2 separate regions of the Gossypium arboreum genome follow, and region 2 is linked to region 1. The links are chromatin contacts, called in public Hi-C maps. All regions are on one chromosome and are shown on one strand. The core of a region is the stretch at or near the end of the contact, and the rest is flanking DNA. Distances in the headings are between cores, read along the strand shown. Region 1 holds the start of LOC108468198 (ethylene-responsive transcription factor ERF061-like). Region 2 holds the start of LOC108469840 (endoglucanase 6-like).

What was found. Hi-C and Micro-C count contacts between places; a contact is called where the count stands out from the background.
Region 2: a contact with region 1 is called in a Hi-C map of leaf, with 4 times the contacts expected there. The contact joins the promoter of LOC108469840 here to the promoter of LOC108468198 in region 1. A contact is called at or near these places in 2 of 5 Hi-C or Micro-C datasets (both in leaf).

What each region holds. Positions count from the first base shown.
Region 1 is chr8:44,197,802-44,202,643 of ASM2569848v2, forward strand. LOC108468198 (ethylene-responsive transcription factor ERF061-like) reads right to left here and starts at 2,925. Exons shown (of 1, transcript XM_017769084.2): 1 at 963-2,925. The coding sequence starts at 2,098. The coding sequence ends at 1,202.
Region 2 is chr8:44,522,447-44,527,288 of ASM2569848v2, forward strand. LOC108469840 (endoglucanase 6-like) reads left to right here and starts at 1,952. Exons shown (of 9, transcript XM_017770901.2): 1 at 1,952-2,838; 2 at 2,971-3,183; 3 at 3,393-3,593; 4 at 4,504-4,593; 5 at 4,711-4,842. The coding sequence starts at 2,629.

The DNA.
Region 1 (4,842 bases), core at 1,675-4,174:
ACATAACCATGTTCTAATCTTCTCTTTCCTTCTCTGACCCCTTTGACATGCACAGATTCATATTTCATTCAAAAGAATTTGAGAGTTGAGAATGGTTCACAAACTTACATGATGGGTCAATTTTGTGTTAGGACGTTGTGCTGTAATGTCATCGTTCTTTTCACATGAAATGAACTTGGCCTACTGCCACCTGCAATTGGTATTTTTCAGATCCTCATTGTTACAACCACTGCCTGAAATCTTGCACAAGTACAAGAATGCCCTCGGTAATGTTTTCTTAATGATATCATTGAAGGATGTGGTCGTTTTTTAATTTATGATGTAGATTACAGGCTGTTGGTTTGGTTCCTAATATTTCCTGTTGTCCTTGACCTTCATATGAAGTTATACTTTTATGAACTATTGCAACTTAACTCCCCTGTAATTATGAACTAATATTCCTCTGCTTGTTTTGCTTTTATGTTAAGTTCTCCTCAACTTATCTCTTCAATTCATTTATTGGTCAGAGGCCCCCTTCAGATCGAACTGCAGAAATGGTTTAATAAAGAGGTTGCTGAAAACTGAATACATCATTAAAGATAAACCTAAACCTTGATTACCTAATCACCAAAGCAAACCCATAAACAGCCATCGCTAAGCCTGGTTCAACCTTTTTCTGTACCATGTATAGGCATCTTTCAATATTTTTGTACATGTACATGAAGATTGAAGTTGATTAAGAAGAAGGACCACCATCTTTCTCAGAATCGAAGGAAAAGGCATGGCCGTGGCTCTAGTGTTTTCAGGATAAGGGAGTGATCTTATTCGCAACCTTTGCTCAACTTCACCTGCTTGGTTTAAAACCCTATCATGTCCTTTGATAGTGAAATGGTGCTTGTGGAAAAATAGACATGATAAGAAGTGAGGGAATTTTTCATTCACATTCTCAAGGTCCCACATATTTGTAATAATCATGCATCACCTTGAAAATATATTACTCCGGAATTTTTATTTATTTATAAGCGTTTCAACTCCCATTCAAGAAAGAAAACATTCTTGTTCCTAAAATCGAAGACACTGAACAACAGGACATCACTACAAGGTAGTAAGAATCCCAACAAAATTACCATTTACACTATTTAAAAGTCTCTCGGTTTTTAACAGCTAAGTGCTGAAAATTCTCGCTTTTTTGGTGAAAAAATAAATAGAGAAAGTGGAAATCCTAATTGGCAAGAATATCCCATATCAATTCAGCATCAAAAGATGGCATTCTAGCAAGCAAACAGTCCTCGAATTGGGGTTCCTCTGCCATCATCATTGGATAATCGTTAGAAACAGAGGAGGGCGAGTTCTCACATCTCCAAAATCCACCATCAGACACACTGTCACTGAAAGCCACAGGCGATAACGATGATGACGATGAACAGGATTCCGTCACCTTAACTGTTTTGTCAGCTTCTGCGGGACGATCCTTCTTGGCTTTCTTTTTAGCCCTCTCTCTTTTCACCTTTTGACAAATGGCTTGAATCTTAGCATCCACCGAGTTCTTCAGAGCACTCAAACGAGCACCATCTCCAAAGCCCAACTTGCTGGGATCCTTGATGTTTTGGAAATTCAACCTTGCATATTCCCCTCTAAGCTTATACGCCGCACGATCATACGCATAAGCAGCGGCTTCGGCTGTTTCGTATGTGCCTAACCAGATTCGCATTCTGTTCTGTGGGAGTCTGATTTCGGCCACCCATTTACCCCAGTGTCTCTGCCTCACCCCCCTGTATTGCTTCTTCTTTTCAGGACTCAAATAGAAGTTGCTCGTCGATGCGGGGTTTGGATAGGTCGGAATCCGGTTCATTAGCGAGTTGCCCGAAAACGAAGCGTTTCCGTTGTTCTCTTGGCTGAACTTTTGAAGGAGCTCTCTCTGGCGGAGATAGACTGAAGAGCCTATTGGCTCGTAAATACAGTTGGTGGTGATGGCGGTTGATGTTGTCGTCGTTGACGGTGCGCAATGAGAGAAGATTGAATCTAAGGTATTTGAGCCTCCTGACAATATCAACTGTGACAGTGAAGATCCAATATTAACAATATTATTGAATCCAAGAGGATGATTGATTTCTTGCATTTTTTTTATTCTTGATTTGAATCAAAACAGAGGAAACAAGGAGTATAAGAGTAAAATTGAAGAAAAACAGGGGCGCTAAAAAAACTGACCCTTTTTCCTTGTATAAACAAAAGAAAAGAAAGTGAAATTCTAGATAACAAAAGAAAAAGAAAGTAGGGTAATTTGGTTAAGGAAATGAAGAAATCTTGGCTTGAACAAGAATTTTGGTGGGGAGGAAGAAGAAACCCAAATGGTATATGGTGAGAGCCAAGGGTGAGGTTGGTGGTATTTATAGCTGTGGTGGACAGTAAAGCTAAAGCTTAGGATTTTACTTTTAGATATAGAGCAAGTTTGAATTCCGGTCTAACGAAACTTTGAATGGAACTTTAAATGGGTTGCGATGTGTTTAGGCTATAATATTATTTTAATATCTAATTTTATTGTAATAGTTGTTTTTCTTATTTAAAGGAATCTTAAGTTAATTGGGAGGGCATTGCCATGCCTTCCTTTCTCCCTTCTTCTTATGCAACTCGATTTATTATTATTATTTTTGTTTGCCACCAAATTTATTATACTAAAATTTCATGGATGTGTTTTTGCATGAGGTGCAAACATTGTTATAAAATCCGCCCATTCTTTTGAGCAAGAAGAAATAGGAGGAGTGTCCATGAAAGGGCAAAAAGAAGAGGTCCCCCGCACAAAACTGCTAAAAAGCTACTTTTTGTATTTATTGCAAGAGGCAGAGCCAGCTTTGGGTTGTCAAAAGTTAAAACTCCTCTGCGCCACGCGTCTTATGTTATGCCCAGTTGTCCACCACGCTACGCTTTTCATTTTTTTGGTTTCAAACTCTGCACAAAATTCCAAAATCCCATTCAAGTCTGAAACCGTCTCTCTTACTGCTTTTTACTTTCAATGTTCAAAATTCCATTATTATTTTTGTTTCTCTTGATACTATAACATGTTCAAAGATTTAAATATATGTTAAAAAGTCTTTCAACATAATACAATTGGGGTTAAATAGGAAACATCCAAATAACTGAGAACCTAAATTTGTGGAGAGAAGAGATGTTGATATCTCATTTCCAGACCAACAATGTTTGGCAGCACATGGTGAGTTACGTTACCCTTTGGAAAGTATTATTATGAGTAATTGATCCTTACCTTGACATAAAAAGCAAACACAAATTTACTAGAACTAGAATGCCGCCTGGACTTGATGATTTCATTCGCAAATCCAATGCTTATAGCTTTGTAGAAATTAAATTGCGGGTCATGCTGTAACTTTTGCTGGATTGCACTTTGTATTTATCTAAATAACCCAAAGAAGAAACCGAGGGAGAGCGAAAGAAAAAGAAAGTTGATATATAAAAACGAGGATTGATTGAATGAGGTTAAAAGACTTTTTCTACATGAAATCATAGAGGTTGTCATCATTATCAATGTGGGATCCAAGCTTGGTATGGAGCATTAAAGACGTAAAGGTAGAGTTCGAAAAGCCAATATCTATAAGTTTCTTCTTTTCTTTTCTAGTTTGTATTTTCGGGGATGACAAAGCTCGTGAAAGATACCCCATCTGCTGGACTGACCTCAAACGGGAAATAAAGGGTATTGCTGTATTTTGCATGTGAAAGAAACCTAACCATGCCTCACAAGTCAATCCTCAATTCATGTTACGTTGTCTCCAACTTCTCTCTCTCTCTTATTTCTTTCTAATTTTATCTCATAAAATGGATAACATCTAATGTGAGATTTTATTATAGTGTGATCATGTTAAATCCTTTTTAAATTAATTGTTGCATCAAAAATTAAGAAATTATACTAATGGCTTAGAACATGTTAAATCAGTTACTTTTCTTTGAAAATTATTCTGTATTCTTATTTCAACTGTTAATTTAAAAAGATCTCATATAATTCTATTGTAATGGAATTTTTAAATTAATGCTTTATGTGATATAATTTATGACCCTTTTATATTATATAAGTTATAATACGGAGCCAGATCAAAAAAAAAGTTATAATACGGAGATAGAAAAATATCTTTTAAATGTTGAAATTAAAATAATTTTTTTGTTAAATTAAATTTAAAAATAATTATATGAATGAGTTTGTTTGTTCATGTTTCTAGTGTTAGGAGTAATAATGATTTCCTTTTCTTTTCAATAGATTCATACATAAAGACTCAGTAGCCAAGTCTATGGGTAGCTAGAAGAAATTAATTTCCTCTTACTCTTTTTTTTATCCAAGTTAGAATCTTAATGTGGCAAAACGAAGTTGTTGAAATAAGTTCATACTCATTCTTTTGACTTAGTCACCTAAGATAAAATTCTTGACGAAAGGATGAAATTCAGTTGTAGAGGCCTTCACTTAAAAGAAAAAGAAATCAATTTTGAGTGTGGGACACTTGAAAAAGTTGAGATTTGGCAGTGTGGTTGGCAGCTAGACAAGTCAGTGTGCAGGGCGAGGGCGACGCCGACCAAGCCAGTGGTCTAGCCTCAACTTTTATGCTTGCTTGTCTATTGACACGTGCCTAAAGAGTGTGATTAGCAAATTCTCGTGATTTCATATCATTCCTGGTAAAGATTTTCCCGGGCGCACCATTGGCCAACTGTGGCTGTATACGACGCTGCTTTCTTTAGCCAAAGAAGTACAGTACGTCATGTCACCAACAAATTGATGTCACGATGACAAAAGCTTCACAATTTTTTTAGAAACATATTATTGTCCGGTTGAAACTTATAGCATTTTATTTTTAGATAAATGAATGT
Region 2 (4,842 bases), core at 702-3,201, 320 kb after region 1:
AGTATATTGAGTAACCTAAATCAATACTTCATTTAAAACAAAGAGTTTGTCAAAATTTGAGTGCATAACAATCTAACAAATTAGCTCTAATTGCCAGAAAAAAGAGACCAAATTGAAGTAAACTGTTTGTGGAATTGTATTAGTATAAGCTAACAATTTGTAGTCAAAGTATAACATATTTGAATAAAAGGAGTAACTAATTTAATTAGGCATCTCTTCCCTATTAGTTAGGAAAGCAAATTTGAATTCTGTGCTTGCGTTGCGCAACAATACTATCAAAAGATATTTTTGTAGGCCATAAAAGCAAAGTTGGTGGTACTGTTTCGGGCTGACTGTGTCCCATTCTTTACCAACAACAAAGCAAAGCAAGAGTTCCACTTATGGAAGATGGCCTATGCCTTCAATTTATAACCAACGTTACTGTTTTAACATGGATTTCGCCACGTCAAAGTGGGAACAAAATTGGTGGGTTGGGGGGGGGGGGGGGCAGGTGTACTTAGGGAGGCTGATCAAAAACTAACTCACCCGGACAGCCGGTGACTGCATTGCCTAGGTAGAACCATCAGAAGTCGTGATAGAACCGTCGTTAGCCGGTAATTGCGGAGGCTTGCCTCTTTGACTTACATACCGTACGTCTCCACTGTCCACATCTCTTGGTTTTTTAAAACCTTCTTATGATACTAAAATAAAAAACTCTTTTTTACTTTTTTGAAAGGGCAAAAGCAAAAGCAAGATGACAAAAATATTTTCGGCAACCCAAAAAAAAAAGAGAAAAAGGTTAATTTCCGGCGGAGACCGTTGATTGCTGTTGGGAATTAAGCGCTCTCTTTTTGACCTTGTAAATAAAATAGCCAAATGAAAATGGACATCTTGCACAGTTGATTTTACAAAGGATGCCATTGTTATTTTCTTGTCATATTGCCTACCTGATGCCGTCGGTGGACTCCTAATTTCAGAAAGAGAAAATAAAAATGGGGTTGTCGGGTTTGGAGAATCCTACTTACCATTATCAACAATTCCGGTTGATGCTGAGAAGTTCCCTCAATAATTAAAGCAATTATTCAAATTCCCTCTAATATTTAGATTTTAATTCTACATCCAATCGTCATAAAAACCTCAACCCCCCCTTTTCTTTAGCTGGACAAAATAATGGCTTTTAGTTGAGAATTTAGGGTTATATTCAACTCCCTTCATCAATAATATATAACATTTACATTTATCCATTAATAATGCATCTTTTTCTTTATGATTTTCACATCAGTTCATTCTCCAAAGATATGTAGATTTATGTGTGGTCAATAAATTATACCTTAAAATTTATTGTTTATGATAATAATTATAATTTTTTAAAATTTATATATATTATATATTATATGATTTTTTACATTTTAATCAATATAATATATATAATATTAAAAAATAAAAGAAACATGTGGTATATTCTAATAGCACCCCATGATAAATTAATATCTGGTCAATTATCATCAATAATAAGTCAATGCCTACCATGATCAATTAACATCGATCAATGGTCGATCATTATGACATTTTTTTCTTTGGGCAAAGTGGCCTAACAAATATTTTTAACCAACATTACAAAATAGATAAAATAAAATTAAAATAAATTTAAGTATAAAATTGAGAAAATAAATATATTTTAAGAGATTTAAGTTAATATTTAATACAATTCAAAAAGAAAAAGAAAAGAAAATGTTTAAAATAATTAGGGTTAGATATGTACTATAATGGGCCTAATCAAGCAGTGTGGCAGCATCTGTAAAAGATGATCCAGGGTTTGCAATTTTCCCATACCTAATACGACAGGAGACGCAAACGGACAGGTCGCAGACTGCAGAAGCCAGATGATTAATTTAAAATAAAAATAAAAATAAAAATAAAAATAAAAATAATTTGCATTAATTATGGGTGAACAAATTTCAAAACTTAAACCAAGTAGCCAAGTTTTGCAAAATCCAATTATGTCCACCATTTGTAACCCACAACAGGGTACCCTCTCACATGCTGTGCCCAACAGAGATTTAATGGAGCCGTAATAAACTTCATGCCTTAATTTCAGGGGCATTATTCCCAAGCTACAAACAATGTAAGTTTATTGGAGTGGAGAAGGCATAAAAAGAAATTTTATAGAAGAGTAAAAATCAGAAATTAATTTTTAATCATGTTTAGCAGCAGTTTCCCTGCCAAAAAGAACCATTAAATCCGCACCGACTCTACCCAGTAAAAGACTAAAAGCGCCAGGGACACCCACATGACTTTGTTCTTTCTCTTCCCCTCTCCTCCAATTATTATTAAAAACTACTTTCAATTCACAATTTTTAATCTCCCTTGCTCTTCCTTCCCTCCACTCCACAATATATAGAGGCTTCAGCTCCTCTTCCAATTCCCAATCCCACTGCTCTTTCTCTCTTCACTTTCATTTCTATCGCCTCTTTTAACTCATTACATTTTTTTACCTTTTTCTCTTACTAGACTGCATTTTTTGTGTTCGATTCCAAATGGGTTTCTCTTTTTAGTTTTATAAACTTGAAGGAAAACCCACTCTGCTGCAGAAAGAGATCTGTTTTTGTTTGAACTTGAAACTTGAATTGTGTCTTTTGATAAGTTTGAATGTACATGGAGAAGTTGATGAGGCTGATTGAAATGACTCCTTTACTTCTGCTACTTTTTCTTCCTTTTGTTTTTGCTGGACATGACTATAACCAAGCTCTGAGCAAGAGCATTCTGTTCTTTGAAGCTCAGAGATCTGGTTACCTTCCTCATAACCAGAGAGTTACGTGGAGAGCCAATTCCGGCTTGAATGACGGCAAGGCCAGTGGGGTAAGTTAAAGTTCCACTCTCAACTTGAATTTGTTTTCTCGGTCAAAACGTCACTTTTGTTCTTTGACATGCTTCATTTAGAATCGAAAATTATGGTATTGATGGTTGAAGTTGTTTTCACAAATTCTCAAGGTGGATCTGGTTGGAGGGTACTACGATGCAGGGGACAATGTGAAGTTCGGACTGCCCATGGCATTCACCATAACAATGATGTCCTGGAGTATTATAGAGTACGGGAAACAAATTGGTGCAAATGGAGAGCTCGGCCATGCGATGGAAGCAATCAAGTGGGGCACTGACTACCTCATTAAAGCTCATCCCGAACCTTATGTCCTTTATGGAGAGGTACTCTTCCCGACCTGCTTCCCTCCTCGTGTTTCTTGCCATTCTTAACACTCCATTATTTTGTCACTAATATGTCCAAATCCCTTTTTCAAATCTCAAACTTGATAGCAACACTTGGCTACTAATAAAATATTAGTTTGAATTTAATACTTCTAAAACTCAAAAGGACTCAATTAAAAAATAATTAATTTTGGTGAGATCCATTTTAGGTGGGCGACGGTAACAGTGACCACTACTGTTGGCAAAGACCAGAGGACATGACCACCGACCGTCATGCTTACAAGATAGACCCAAGCAATCCGGGGTCGGATCTGGCAGGTGAAACTGCCGCCGCCATGGCTGCCGCCTCAATCGTCTTCCGCCGTTCCAACCCTGCATATTCCACCGAGCTTCTTCGCCATGCCTACCAGGTATACATTTACGCAGTCTGTGTCTTCTCGCGTTGCTGGGACCATTGTACCTGCCGGTGCATGTTAGCTTACACTCTCAACCTTTTTTATCATAAGGTGATAGGAAAAAACGGTTGTTATTACGCAATCTTTTGTCGGCCTCAATTTCGCAACTTGGCGGGCCCAACCCTAGTTTTCATTTAATAAAAACAACCACCTCTGTTTACTTCTTTCTTCTAAAAAAATACTACCACTGTTTTGAGCCAGGAAAAATAAAAACCATTTAACCGTTGTAGTAGCTACTTTTTGGGTGAAACGGTGTCGTTCGTGAGATTCTTGTTAATGGTTTAAAATTGATCATGGGTAGAAGAGGTGGGTATAGTTAAATTCTATATCGCCCCATAATTGGCATGTTTGTTCCATCACCTGCCTCTTATAATTTTAAAAATCATTATCATTTTTATAAATTTGGCTTCAATTAAATTTTTAATTTTTTTATCTTTTAAAATCAAGTAAATATTTATTATTTTCTATATTAAGCTTTTAAAAATTTATAAAAATAAAATGATAATTTTTTATAATGGAACGGATTGACCCCAGTGGATTGATGTCCTAATTTTATGACTCCTGGTGATGAGAACGCTTGACTTTGCTTTTGCCCCATCCATCACGGGTAATTAATCTTTTATGACCGTACAGATCTCTCGTACAAGCAGATCTTAACCGTTCATTTGTACCCCAAAATGGTCGCAATGAGTCATTTCGTTTCTCACGTGCCAACAATGTCGGTGCTCCTCCTGTTTAACTTACATCCCCAAATTACCCTTGCCTCTTTCCTCAAATTGCTTCACCTATCCTATCCATACTCTTAAACAAAAATTTCAGTAGGTTTTACAATATAATTAATTTTAAATTTTGTTTTTGTTTTCAGCTATTCGAATTTGCTGATAAATACAGAGGTAAATACGACAGCAGCATCACAGTTGCCCAAAAATACTACCGATCCATCAGTGGCTACAATGTAAGCTTTTCTAAATTTTCTCAAAGCAATCAATTTGAGCAATTTATAGTTTTAATGGCAGAAAATAGCATGTTTACTGGTACGGTTTATTAATTAAGTTGGAATGTTATCGTGTAGGACGAGTTGTTGTGGGCCGCTGCATGGCTGTACCAAGCTAGTAACAATGAGTACTACTTGAACTATCTTGGCAAAAATGGTGATTCTATGGGTGGAACCGGTTGGGCCATGACTGAGTTCGGTTGGGACGTC